2 separate regions of the Macaca mulatta genome follow, and region 1 is linked to region 2. The links are chromatin contacts, called in public Hi-C maps. All regions are on one chromosome and are shown on one strand. Each heading gives the region's core, a stretch centred on a gene start, on an enhancer-like site or on the middle of the called end of the contact. The rest is flanking DNA. Distances are from core to core; before and after follow the strand shown. Region 1 overlaps LAMB3 (laminin subunit beta 3). Region 2 holds the start of CAMK1G (calcium/calmodulin dependent protein kinase IG).

Region 1 (5,631 bases), core at 2,962-5,461, 37 kb after region 2:
CGATATCCCTTCTGAAGATGTAGCAGCCATCACTTGAACACCATCCCCCAGGTGAGATCCCATCAGCAGAGTATAACAGTGTTATTATTGGATTGACATTCAGCCAGTAGATACCCATATGGATTCACAGGTTGATAAAATATTTAAATATGTCCATAGCAGTTGTTAAATAGCTGCCATTCTGTTCCTTGGTACTCACCCCCAAGACCCACCTCCCACCCCTGGTCAATGCATGATCTTCCCCCATTATCCTGCAACTAAAGGTAAATTCCTGCAAGCAGGTACCTTCCGGTTCCAATACTGTAGCCTAAGCCTTTTCTGGTTAGTGGGTACACACCACTCCAGTTGCTAAATAGTCTTACCATTACCTCAAGCTATTACTCTCTTCACTTTGGTTGCATTGTGTTTGTTAGCTCTTGGGGCTGAAGTAAGCATTGCTGGCTTATAACAAGCTTGCGGTAACTCAAAACTCTTGGGTCTTTTTCAGATGAGTAACAACTCATATTTGCTTATCACTTACTAGTTATAAAGTGGTTGCAGTGGCATTAGCTACTGAAAAGCCAGGCTTCACCTGAGCTGTACTTGTGGTTTAAGCCCAAACAAGGCCAGAGCAGGAGGTTAGTTTTCTCTTTATTTAATTTCATTTGTTAGTTTCAGCCCATCTTTCTGAACTTTTGCTATTGCCTTAGAATACTGGTTCTGTTACCTGGTGTCTCTGTTGTCCAGAGACTTGATAAATTATTTATCTTCATACAAAGTATTGGATGAACAGGACAAGGAAAAGCACTGACTTAGCCGCTGGCCCCTTCCCCTAGGTCAGCTCCTCTCACTTCATCCTTTGGGTGCAGCTGCCCATGGCCCCAGGTTTATTCATCGTCTACCCACCAGCCCAACCTTTTATGTGGTGCCCACCTGGCTATCCAACGAGACTTCTGCCAAACACTTCTGCTGAAATTCGAAGGAACTCTTTCTGTGGCTTTCACTGGATACACCACTCCAGTGATCCCATCATCATGTCAGCCATGACTCTAGTTCCCAGGAGCCCCTGTTCTCCTTTCTGAGAAATCTTCGGAACCCTTCCGAAAGCTACTTTCATTATGTTTCCATCATATTCAAAACCCTTGGATGTGCCCTACTGCCTCCTGAGCTATCTACCCTCCTCATCCTCACACTAGAAGCCAGGCATAGGGACAAGTCATGTTAACCCCATGCCACTTCTTTCCCACCAGCTCCTCAGCAACCTTCTTCTGTCCCTATGTCAGAACATACCTTGTTGCTTCCCAACACCCTTATCCTAATGTCCCTCCTCTTCCTCACAGCTTCTCCCAGGCCTATACATTCTTCCAGGCCCATCACAAATCTTCTTTTCTTACCTTCACTGAACATGTCTCTCTCAAATTATTTATGCTCTGAGCCCTAGAACTCTTATTATTCAACCCCTATCAGAGACCACCTCATCCTGTTAAATACAGTTCTATGCATCTTAAACATAAAGCAACAGGAAGAGAAAATATGACCCCACTGTTTGCAAAAATAGAAAAAATGGTCCCATTAATTGCGAGCTTTTTGAGGCCAGGTCAAGTCATGGGACCATCTCTGCATTCCCCAGCCTCATACATACTAGACGCCCAGAAAAAATCTCATTTGATCTTACTCCCATAGCATGGCTAGCTCCAATAAGAATGGGCTTCAGAAGCCTTGGGTTGGGTGGGACCAGCCTTCATGAATGCCCAGTAGTCCGTGCCCCTGAACCATTCCCTCACCTTTCATCCTGTCCATCATCTCCATGGTCTCCCCAAATAGCTCCTCTGCCTCTGTCTTCACACTCTGGATCCGGGCACCCTGTTCACCCAGCGTGGGACTCTGACCCAACCGGTCCTTCAACTCAGCATACTTTTGTTTTATTCTCTCAAATCCCTGAAAAAGGTAGAATAGTCTCAGTGTCATTGTCATCATGCAAGGTCCTAAAGACCTGTGGCCAAAGCACTTGATGTCACCCAAATCAACACACAGTGGGAAAGCGCCTCCTATTAACCCCCAATAGAATTGGTTTTGCCTATTAAAACGCCTGAGTCACAGACTATGACTTAAACTTCTGTGTTTCCCTCTTCCCATGTCCAGCTCTTGACATGTCGCACCTCACTCCCAGGACAATGTTAGTCACATCACAGGATATTGATATTAAGCTGTCACATAGTATACTTAGCAACTTGGTCACTGTGCCAGGATTGAAAGTGCCAGTGTTCCTAGCCATAGGGGGAGCAGGTAGTGTGTGTGAGACACTGAGAATGGGCTCTTTGATCTTCTCTCTCATCTAATTCTGACAATCGTGGAGCCCAGGTTAGGATAAGCAAAGAGCATCTGTCCAGGCTGGGGATCCAAGAGACAAGCTCTGGATCCAGTGTCAGGGGACCTGCTTTATAGATGAGTCTTAGGCCTGTGAACAAGTCACCACCTCATCTGTAAAAGGAAAGGGATTGCACTGGTCATCTCCAATGTCCCTGAGCCAACTATACCAAAGGCAGTGGAGGGAGAAATCAGATGCCTGGCCAGGTTTGGGTTGATTCTCAAGCCTCTTCTTGTTCTGTTATTCTAAGCACATTTGAGTTTGTGGTCTTATAAAGTGTGCAAAGTCCTCTCCTGCTCAGGACCCCCTCACTGGCCATACATCGTTGAGCTAACTCTGCCTTCTCTGTACCTCTTGGGCACTCAGTGCCTGCTCGCTGGCACCTTCTGCAAGCTGCTGGGCCTGGACTGCCTGTGCCCGCTGCTGCCGGGCTTGGTGGCGGAGCTCCTCCATCCGTGTCCAGAAGTCACCCAGCTGCTTGGTCATGCTTGTCACCAGCTTTTCTGCTGGCTGCAGTACCTGCTGAACCTTTGTGGAAAGAGGGAGATCTGGCATTTGTGGTGGGTCTCATAGGTGGGGGGTTCATCCCCATTTTTTCTCCAACTCATCAGGCAGCAAAAACCCTCTCCAATCAGAACAATCAAAATTGCCCACCTCTCACTCCTGCCTTCTGCATCCCAGCCACAAGATCAGAAAATCCAAGGCCCAAAGCCAGCCCAAAACTTGTCACCCTCCTGTAGAACTCCACCTCAGCTTTCATCTAGTCACTTTTCATCTAGTCACTTTCTGGCATTTTCTATGCCTGGTGCCCAAATTTTCCTGTTTATGCCCAAATATGTGTGGAGGAAGCCATGATGCCTCACCTCAGCAACCCTATCCTGGATAAGCCTAAGGGAGCGGCTGGTGCCTTGCATGGTGTCCTGAGCTTCCTGCAGTGCCACTGTGCCCTGCCGCAGGTTCCCAACCACATCCTCCACCTGGCCCTCCACTGCATGGGCTCGGCTCCTGGGTGAGAGAAGCATGAGGGAGAGGAGAGAGAGAATGAGTGAATAGTGAATCAATGTGTGGTTCGACTCACACACCAGTCCAAAAGAACACACTTCCCAGCCAAGACAAAGAGCAAGGAAAGTATTAGCTTTGACGCCCCAGGACCCCACCAAGCAGACATGATGAATGTTTGTGTTATGCCTGAGACACTCTCTTGGCAGTTTCCAATACGGAAGACACAGTCACGCAAATTGTTTAACCTGCACTCTGGACTCTGTGTACCACTCCTCACCATCGTAAGCATCCCCTCCTGTCTCCCAGCCCTCTGCACCCCTCTCCCAGCCATGGGGTTGAGAAGCAAAACTTCTCTCTTCTGGGCAGAGAGAAGTTCAGGGCCCAAGGCCGTACCTGGCTTCCTCAGCCTCAGCCTGCAGCCTGCGGGCCCGCGCAATGTCCTGTTTGGTCTGGGACAGCACCAGGTCCACGTTGGGGAGCCTGGCTGCAATGGCCTGGATCTCATTCATCTTCTGCAGAACAGTAGCTGAGTCTGTGGGCAGCCACAGGGCCAGCACAGCCTCGCTGACCTCCTGGATAGTGGCTGCATCCGTTTCGGGGTCTGGAAGGCAACCATGCATTAGACTGTGGGAGCCCACTAACCTCCCCAGAGATCCGAGGCCTCTCCTGGCTAAGCAGCACCCGTGGAAGGCACTCATGGTGGCCCCTCTATCATGGTGTCCCAAGGAGCTGCTGCCCCCTCTCAACCAGACTCAGGTGTCTGTTCTCTGGAAATTTCTGGGAATGCTGTAGGAGGATGACTATCCTGTGCTCCATGCTGCAGGAGGGAAGAGGAGTGGGGGAGTGTCATCACAGCTGTGGCAACTAAGCGTCTGGTGTCACAGGAAGCTGCGGGCTAGGGAGAAGGAGGTGGTGCCAGACAGCTGGTACTGAACAATGCCTGCAGCACATGCACAATCAGCCCTAAATTGGGAAGAGTGACCAGAAACTGGAGCTGCTTCCTTGGCAAAAAGACCCCTTCCCTGCACTCCCCCTCAGGCAAGACTGCTCATTTTTGCAAAGGCAAATAAGAATGATCAAGTCTTTGCTGGAATATCACCTTCTCAGGGAGGCCAACCCCAGCCATCCAATCTAGAATTGCAACCTCCACCCTAGACTGTAGCACACTTTATCGTCCCTCCCCGCCTCATCTTTCTGTCTAGCACTTGCACCACCCAGGTACCAAAAACTGTACTCATCTAACTGGTTTTTTTTTTTTTTTTGTCTCTTTTCCTCTAGAATGTAAGCTCTACAAGGGCAGGGGCTGGGTTTTGTCCACAGCTATATCCCTAGACCCCAGCATAGTGCCTGGCACTTGGAGGTCCTCATGTGTGTAGAGTGAATGAATGATTGACAGGGCTTCAGGTTCAGATCGCTGCTTTACTATTCAAGCCACCTGGGCAAGTCAAGTGGTTCCCTAAGCACAGTTTCCTGATCTGTGAAAAAGGAATATCAATCCCCAATATCAATCCTCAACCTGAAGGTACAACATAAAACAACCCATTTGCAAGAGTTGTTACAAACCAACTCTGGGTCAGAGAGTAAGGTCAGAAGTACAGAGATGACATCTCCTCCCCATCTATTCCAATTTGCTTTTACAGATTTCGCTGGTATTGAGGTATTAAGGAGGGGGGCACCCACTCACCCAGATGATTTGTCCTGGGACCTGAACTCCTCCGGGGTCCCAGGCCCAGCCTTACTCTACACCTAAAGGGTACTAGGTGACCACACAGGTCTCATTCCCTGCCCCATCCCATGCCAGGCAGAAGGACACTCCTGGAGGGTGGAAGCCATGCTTGTTCATTGCTGTGTCCCTTGGGGGTTTGCATGCAGCATAACTGTGGTTGAGTTTCATTAAGTGGGTTTATCCCAGCAGCAAGCTTTCACAAGGACCTTCCTCATGGAGATTGTCGACCTCTCATCTAACCCAGAGTCCCACTCTCAAAGCAAGGCTTCACATGCAACTTCCCCAGAAAGCCTTCCAGGATGAGCACATCCCCACCTAGATCTGGCCCTTCCTTTACTCTGCACCACTTCAGCTGCACCCTTAGGCTCAATCTACATGACATTCAGTCACAGAGCCTTCTGGGTCTCAGGATGGGCTCAGTAAATATTTACTGCATTGAGCAAAAGCATGGGAGGAGTTGAGACTGCAAATCAAATTAAACTCAATACCTGCCTTTATGGAGCTGAAAATCTAATGGGAGACAGGCACATGAACAAAGAAGTACAGCTTTGAGTGA
Region 2 (5,505 bases), core at 662-3,161:
GAGGGCTCACTTCCTGATTCATAGAAGGCACCTTTTCTTTGTGTCCCCCTATAGTGGAAGGAGCAATGCAGCTCTTCGGGGTATCTTTTATAAGGGCACTGATTCCATTCACAAGGGCTCTACCCTCATGACGTAATCACCTCCCCCAAACCCCATGTTTTATTACCACCACACTAGTGATTAGGTGTCAGCATATAAATTTGGATGGGGACATAAATATTTAGACTATGACAGGTAAAGAATGATCACAGCTAAATTTTATTAAGTGCTCACCACGTACGAGCCACTGTTCTAAGCAGCTGCATTCTGTCTCGCTCCACCCTACTAGTGTGTGAAATAAGTTTAATAATTATGCCATTTTACAGATGGAAAAACTGAGGCACAGAGAGGTTAAGCTACTTTCCCAAAGCCACATATCTGTCATTGGAAGACCCAGGAATCCAACCTAGAAGTCTTCCCCAGAGCCACTTTTAAATATCCTACTGCACCACCTCATCCTATGCTATCACAATTCTACCTGGGTGGGAGGGTGAGGGCTTGAACTGAGATTGTAGAGGTGAGTATTTCCTTGCATTCACATAAAGAAATACCATAATAAAAGTGGTCACCTATAGAAGGCAATATCAGGGTCAAGGGACAGACAAGGAGTAGAAGGGGGTGACACATCTCAATGTACACCTTTTAATATGGTCCTTTTCCTGCCCATATGAATGTGTTATTTGTTCAAAAAACAAGATGACACAAAAGAAAGGGTACAATTTAAAAGCTAATTTCAAGGAACAAATGAAAGTGCATAAGAGCTGGATGGGTTTGGAAGACAAATGAAACAGGCAACACAAACAAAACAAACCCTGGAGTTTCTCACTTGAGTGTTTGGAAGATGGTAGCCCACTAGCTTAGCTGGGGAAAACAGGAGAGTGGGTTTGAGGGTGGCCATAATGCATTCAGTCTTGTTCTTAGGTGACAGTGGACATCTGGATGTTGAGGTTGAGCATGGTAACCAAGGTGGGATGTTGACCGGGGAGGTTCTCATGAAGATGGTAATGGACCCCGTGAGTAGATGGTAACCTTAAGGAGAGAGTAGAGAAGGAGAAAACAAGAGAGCAGATGACAGAGGTTAAAGAAATCTGCACTAAAGGGACTGCCCCAGAGAAGCTAAGATGGAGACTGTGAAGCCTTGGTCAAGGGCCAGGATGGAGAGATGAGTACAGGAAACAGAGGGAGCAGAGAGTTTCCGGAGGAGGGGAATGATTTCCTGGGGTCTCATGGGTTAGGACTGAGACAGGTTCGGGGATCAGAATGCTGAGCTTCCGGAGGAAAGGAGACATATCAAAGATATTGAGTGCGACTGTCCAACTGAAGGGCCCCTTGTGGGACGTCTAAGGCCCTTTCTCCCAGTTCTGTAAGAGATAACAAGCAAGGTGGACACTGAGATGTCTTCAGTCCCTACATGTCAGCCAGTGTAGATGTTCTGTTTTTCAGGGAGAGGTTTTTAGGCAACATACGGCAGCACCTGAGTGGTTAAAAGGGAAACTGAGGCAGACAATCCTAGAAAGCTTATCTGATTTTTTCTGTCATCACCCATTCAGGATAATGGGAACCTATAATTCGATATGTTTGCTTTTCATTCTTCCTTTCTATCTTTTCATCACACACATCAATGCAAACACAATTGCACACACACACACACACACCAGGCAAAAATGCACAAGCATTTTTCTGGATAAGACTCATTATTGCTCGGTGGGAGGGAGGGAGAGCAGAGCCGAGGAAAGGAAAGACAGATGCAAGCCACCCTAGCTACTTTTACTCCCCTTTAAGGCTGCATGGTTACGGTCCTGGGAAAGAAAACTCCTGCATTCCTCCCCTTTAATTGGGTTTATTGTTAAAGCACTGGAGCAGCTAATCCTCACAGACCTGTAGGAGCTGGAGTGGGAGCCCAAGCAGGATTCTTGCCGAGTCCGTGGGTAAGATGACCCTGCTTCTTTTCTTGGCTTTAGGGGGTCTCCTTGCTTAGTGGGAAGCGTGCAGCACCTAGCGAGTGGATTTGAAGAGCCACTTTGTAAGCAACTTGGGCATTTATTTCAGCCCCAGTTCCAGGCTTCCCTGACTCTTTTGGCATCAAGGGTAAGTTATAGGTGTCTTGGAAAATAAGTCTGAATGGGGGTCCGGGTGGAGCCATCTGTCCATCATTCCTGGGCTGGCTTGCATGGAAACCTTTTGCACTTCTGGGCAGGGAAAAGGGAGAAAAATATCTTTATGTGCCCCTCCTGCAATGTCTGCATTCTAGGGACAAGCCTCCAGGCTCTATGCCTGGAGGGACCCCATCCATCTGCTGGGGTGTCAGCACCTCCAGCTCTCTTGCACCCCTCCCTCCTATTCAACCTTCATCTCTTAACCTCTCTGACCCCATCCATCAAATAAGGTATGCCCTCTCTGCCTACCTCTTTGGGTTATTGGGAGGATTAGCAGAACCAATGACAAAATCATTTGTAAACAGCCTGTGGCTCTGCAAACCTAAGGAAGAAGAATCAGCCTCAGTCCCTCCTGGAGAGGTCTGTGGACAGGCTTCAGGCTCCCTATCCCCGGCCGCGTTAAGATGCAGAACACAGTCGAGCTATCGCTGTCAGTCACAAGACAGCTCCTTCACCTTCCCCAGGGGCGTGTCTACCTCCCTTCTGTTTTTAAACTTCCCTAGTTTACCTCACAGGTGAAGATCTTGAAAGGAGGTCTGGATTCACCAACACCATCACCCCCATCCACACCGTGGCCCCTTCTCTCCACGTAACTTTGACGTACAAACATTAACCCTGAGGCTCCCGGAGGTGGCTGCCAGGGCTCACGCTGGTCTGGCTGCAGTGCTTGGCTGGCCAGCCTCTTGCTCTGGAGTGAGATAAATTGATCATGAGGAAAATCTCTGAGAAGGGTCAAGAGAGTCAAGCAGATTCCGCCTTAGGTAAGAAGATGATCTTTTCCAGATCATAAGCTGAAGACAGAACAAGGCCCCTGTCATTCCTGCTGACCCAAGCTTAACCAGAACCAAAGATGAGACCCACCTCTGAAACAGGCTGTAACACAGAGTGCTTAGTAATACCTGGTATGCGGACCACATTTTACAGTTTAGAATGTGTTTATAATTAATCTTCTTTAGGACGATCCCATCAGATGATGTGGCATGTATTATTTCCCCCTTAATATAGATGAGACCACTGAGGCTCAGAGGTTAAAGGGGTTGTAAAGCTGGTGATGGTGATGGCATTTGAACCCAGATCTATTGATAAATTCAGTGACCTTTCCATGATGCTGCAGATTGCTCTGGTGTGTGCGTGTGCGTGTGTGTGTGGCTGCTTATTAAGAGTCCTCTTCAGAAAGTACTCTTTGGGAAAGAAGCTTGAGGTTAGAGTGAGAAATGGTTTGAGCTGGAGCCATGAGAGGCTTGGGGCAATAGATATGCTGCCCCCAGCCTCTGTGCTGAGAATCTGAGTGCTTTAAGGATTCAGTCCTTTCCAGATTGTCCGAGCCATGTGTTCCCAGGGGAATCAGTCAGACGTTAGGATTGCATTACAGCATCATGAGGATGAAGGTGGAGATGAGTGACATCCCAGCAACCGCCACCAGGAAAGAGGCAACAGGTTATGTGGTACAGCGACGAGAAGACTAGCGTTGGAATCCAGTTCAGTTCTATCATTCACTATCAGTTTGATGTGGGGGATTTTTCTGAACATTTCTACTTATCAGTACCTGAGATGTAAAATGCGGTTACCTTGAAAGGGGGACATGAGTCATTAAACAAGATAATGCATGCAAAGTGCCTAGCGCGGTGCCCCACCCAGGTGCGTGGTCCAGGGCAGCGAATACTATAAAGCCTAGGAGAGATTCTACCTGGAAGTGAAAAAGCATCCCCCTCTAAGAGGAGAGCACCTCCCTCCCTCCCTCTCCCCGATACACACGCACACAGGGCCAGAAATAAATTGCCACACGAATGCGCGCGAGTGACGGCGCCTAGCCACAGCCTGCCAGCGCCAGCGAGTGAATGAGCTGCAGCATGAATGAGGGGAGCGGCTGAGTCTGCAAACAGGCTGCGTGCCTGGCGCTACAACTGCAGGCGCGCCGCCACGGTCAATGGCGAGGGGGTTGGGGCTGAGTGGGAGCGGCTGCCAGCAAGAAAGCAAGCTGAAGCAGGCAGGGGACTGCACGGACTATCCATGATTGTGGAGGAAAGGCTGGTAACTCAGAGCTTCCTGACACAGCCCTTCGTCCTGAATTCAGCCTGTCCTTTCTTTTGCACTCCATTCCTGGTGGGGGAAATATCCTTCCTCTCCCCTTCTGGAAGCCGCAGTAGAGTGCCTGGCTGTGACGGTTAATAGTAATGAGCGTTCAGCCTGTACAAAAGAGGCACCTCTTGCATGGGATTAGGCTTGAAGGCGGTGTGTGACACACAGTCAGTGTTAACCTTGAAAACTCCTTAGAAAAGTGCCCCAGTGGAGACCTGATATCGCCCATGAAAAAATCCCAACAAAAGTATTATTTCCTCTCTTGTTGCAACAGTTCCCTGCTTTCTTGGTTGGGTACCAGATGAAGTAGTTGGCTTGCATTCAGGGCTATGATGTATGAAAAATCATATATCTTTAAACACTTTAGAATCACAGTGAGATGAGATGCTCACACTGTGAAAGGCACGTGGGAGCTGGAACCAGCTGAAGGAACAGCAGATCCCTGTCTCCTGTCCTGTGCTCACCCCTGTTTAAGTCCTTATTGGTTTCCCTTTCTTTCTCCAGTGCTTAGTGTTTAATTCGTGTGCCTATAATGTGGACCCACGGCATGGCACTTTAGAGGTTGCAAACTGCTTTTGTGCCCATTGAAGCATTAGCCCTCCAAAGAAATGCTGAGAAATAGAGCAGGGATCATTATTCACACTCAGCAGATGAGGAAACCGAGGCCCAATATGCTTAGCAGCACACTAAGAATAAGCAACATACCCTGCTCTTTGCAATGGTCCCTGCGTGTTGACCCCTCAGCTACCACATGAAGCCCTAGAGAATTGTCTTCACATCCTCTGTAAGAAGCACATAGTAAACCATAAGCAACACATAAATTATGGCTTGTCACTGCAGTCAGAGTGATTTTGTCAAACTTAGATGTAGGTTTGCGCCTTAAATAAACTGCAGGCAACAATGGAAAAACCTTCTCCCTGGGTCATTTTGTGAACAGAAATTGGCATGCAGAGTTGATCTTTGAAATGCAGAATGACAGTGGCAGAAGGGCTGGGAAATGGAGTGGGTGGTCCTTGGAGTTTCTCTCCAGTCAGAAGACTCCTGAAGCCTTTAGGCTCCAGAACCTGGGCTTTGGCAAGCTAATGAGCCACTTGGGTTGCAACCCATGAACTAGAAATAAGTTCTGACACAGGCCCAGCCGTTCACCTATGACACCACAAGGATGGTAAAACTGTGACTGATGGCAGAGGGCTGCTAGAAATTTCATCTATCCTTTCAAAATATGAAGAAT

The links. A called contact is a pair of places that touch in the nucleus more often than the background predicts.
Region 1: a Hi-C map of fetal cortex germinal zone shows a contact between it and region 2, with 2.0 times the contacts expected there. The contact joins the enhancer-like site here to the promoter of CAMK1G in region 2. A contact is called at or near these places in 6 of 14 Hi-C or Micro-C datasets (CD4 T cells, blood, cortical neurons and 3 more).

What each region holds. Positions count from the first base shown.
Region 1 is chr1:67,363,015-67,368,645 of T2T-MMU8v2.0, forward strand. LAMB3 (laminin subunit beta 3) reads right to left here. Exons shown (of 24, transcript XM_077937086.1): 20 at 3,743-3,950; 21 at 3,211-3,352; 22 at 2,699-2,875; 23 at 1,764-1,917. Among named protein-coding and RNA genes, the nearest start is that of CAMK1G, 35 kb to the left of the region's middle. Within about 2 kb of position 4,212, at least 7 of the 40 cell types and tissues checked have an H3K27ac peak or open chromatin away from gene starts, as enhancers often do. A contact at or near this core is called in cortical neurons and fetal cortex germinal zone, where this site is marked.
Region 2 is chr1:67,328,517-67,334,021 of T2T-MMU8v2.0, forward strand. It overlaps CAMK1G (calcium/calmodulin dependent protein kinase IG), which reads left to right and starts at 1,912. Exons shown (of 11, transcript XM_077937105.1): 1 at 1,912-1,967.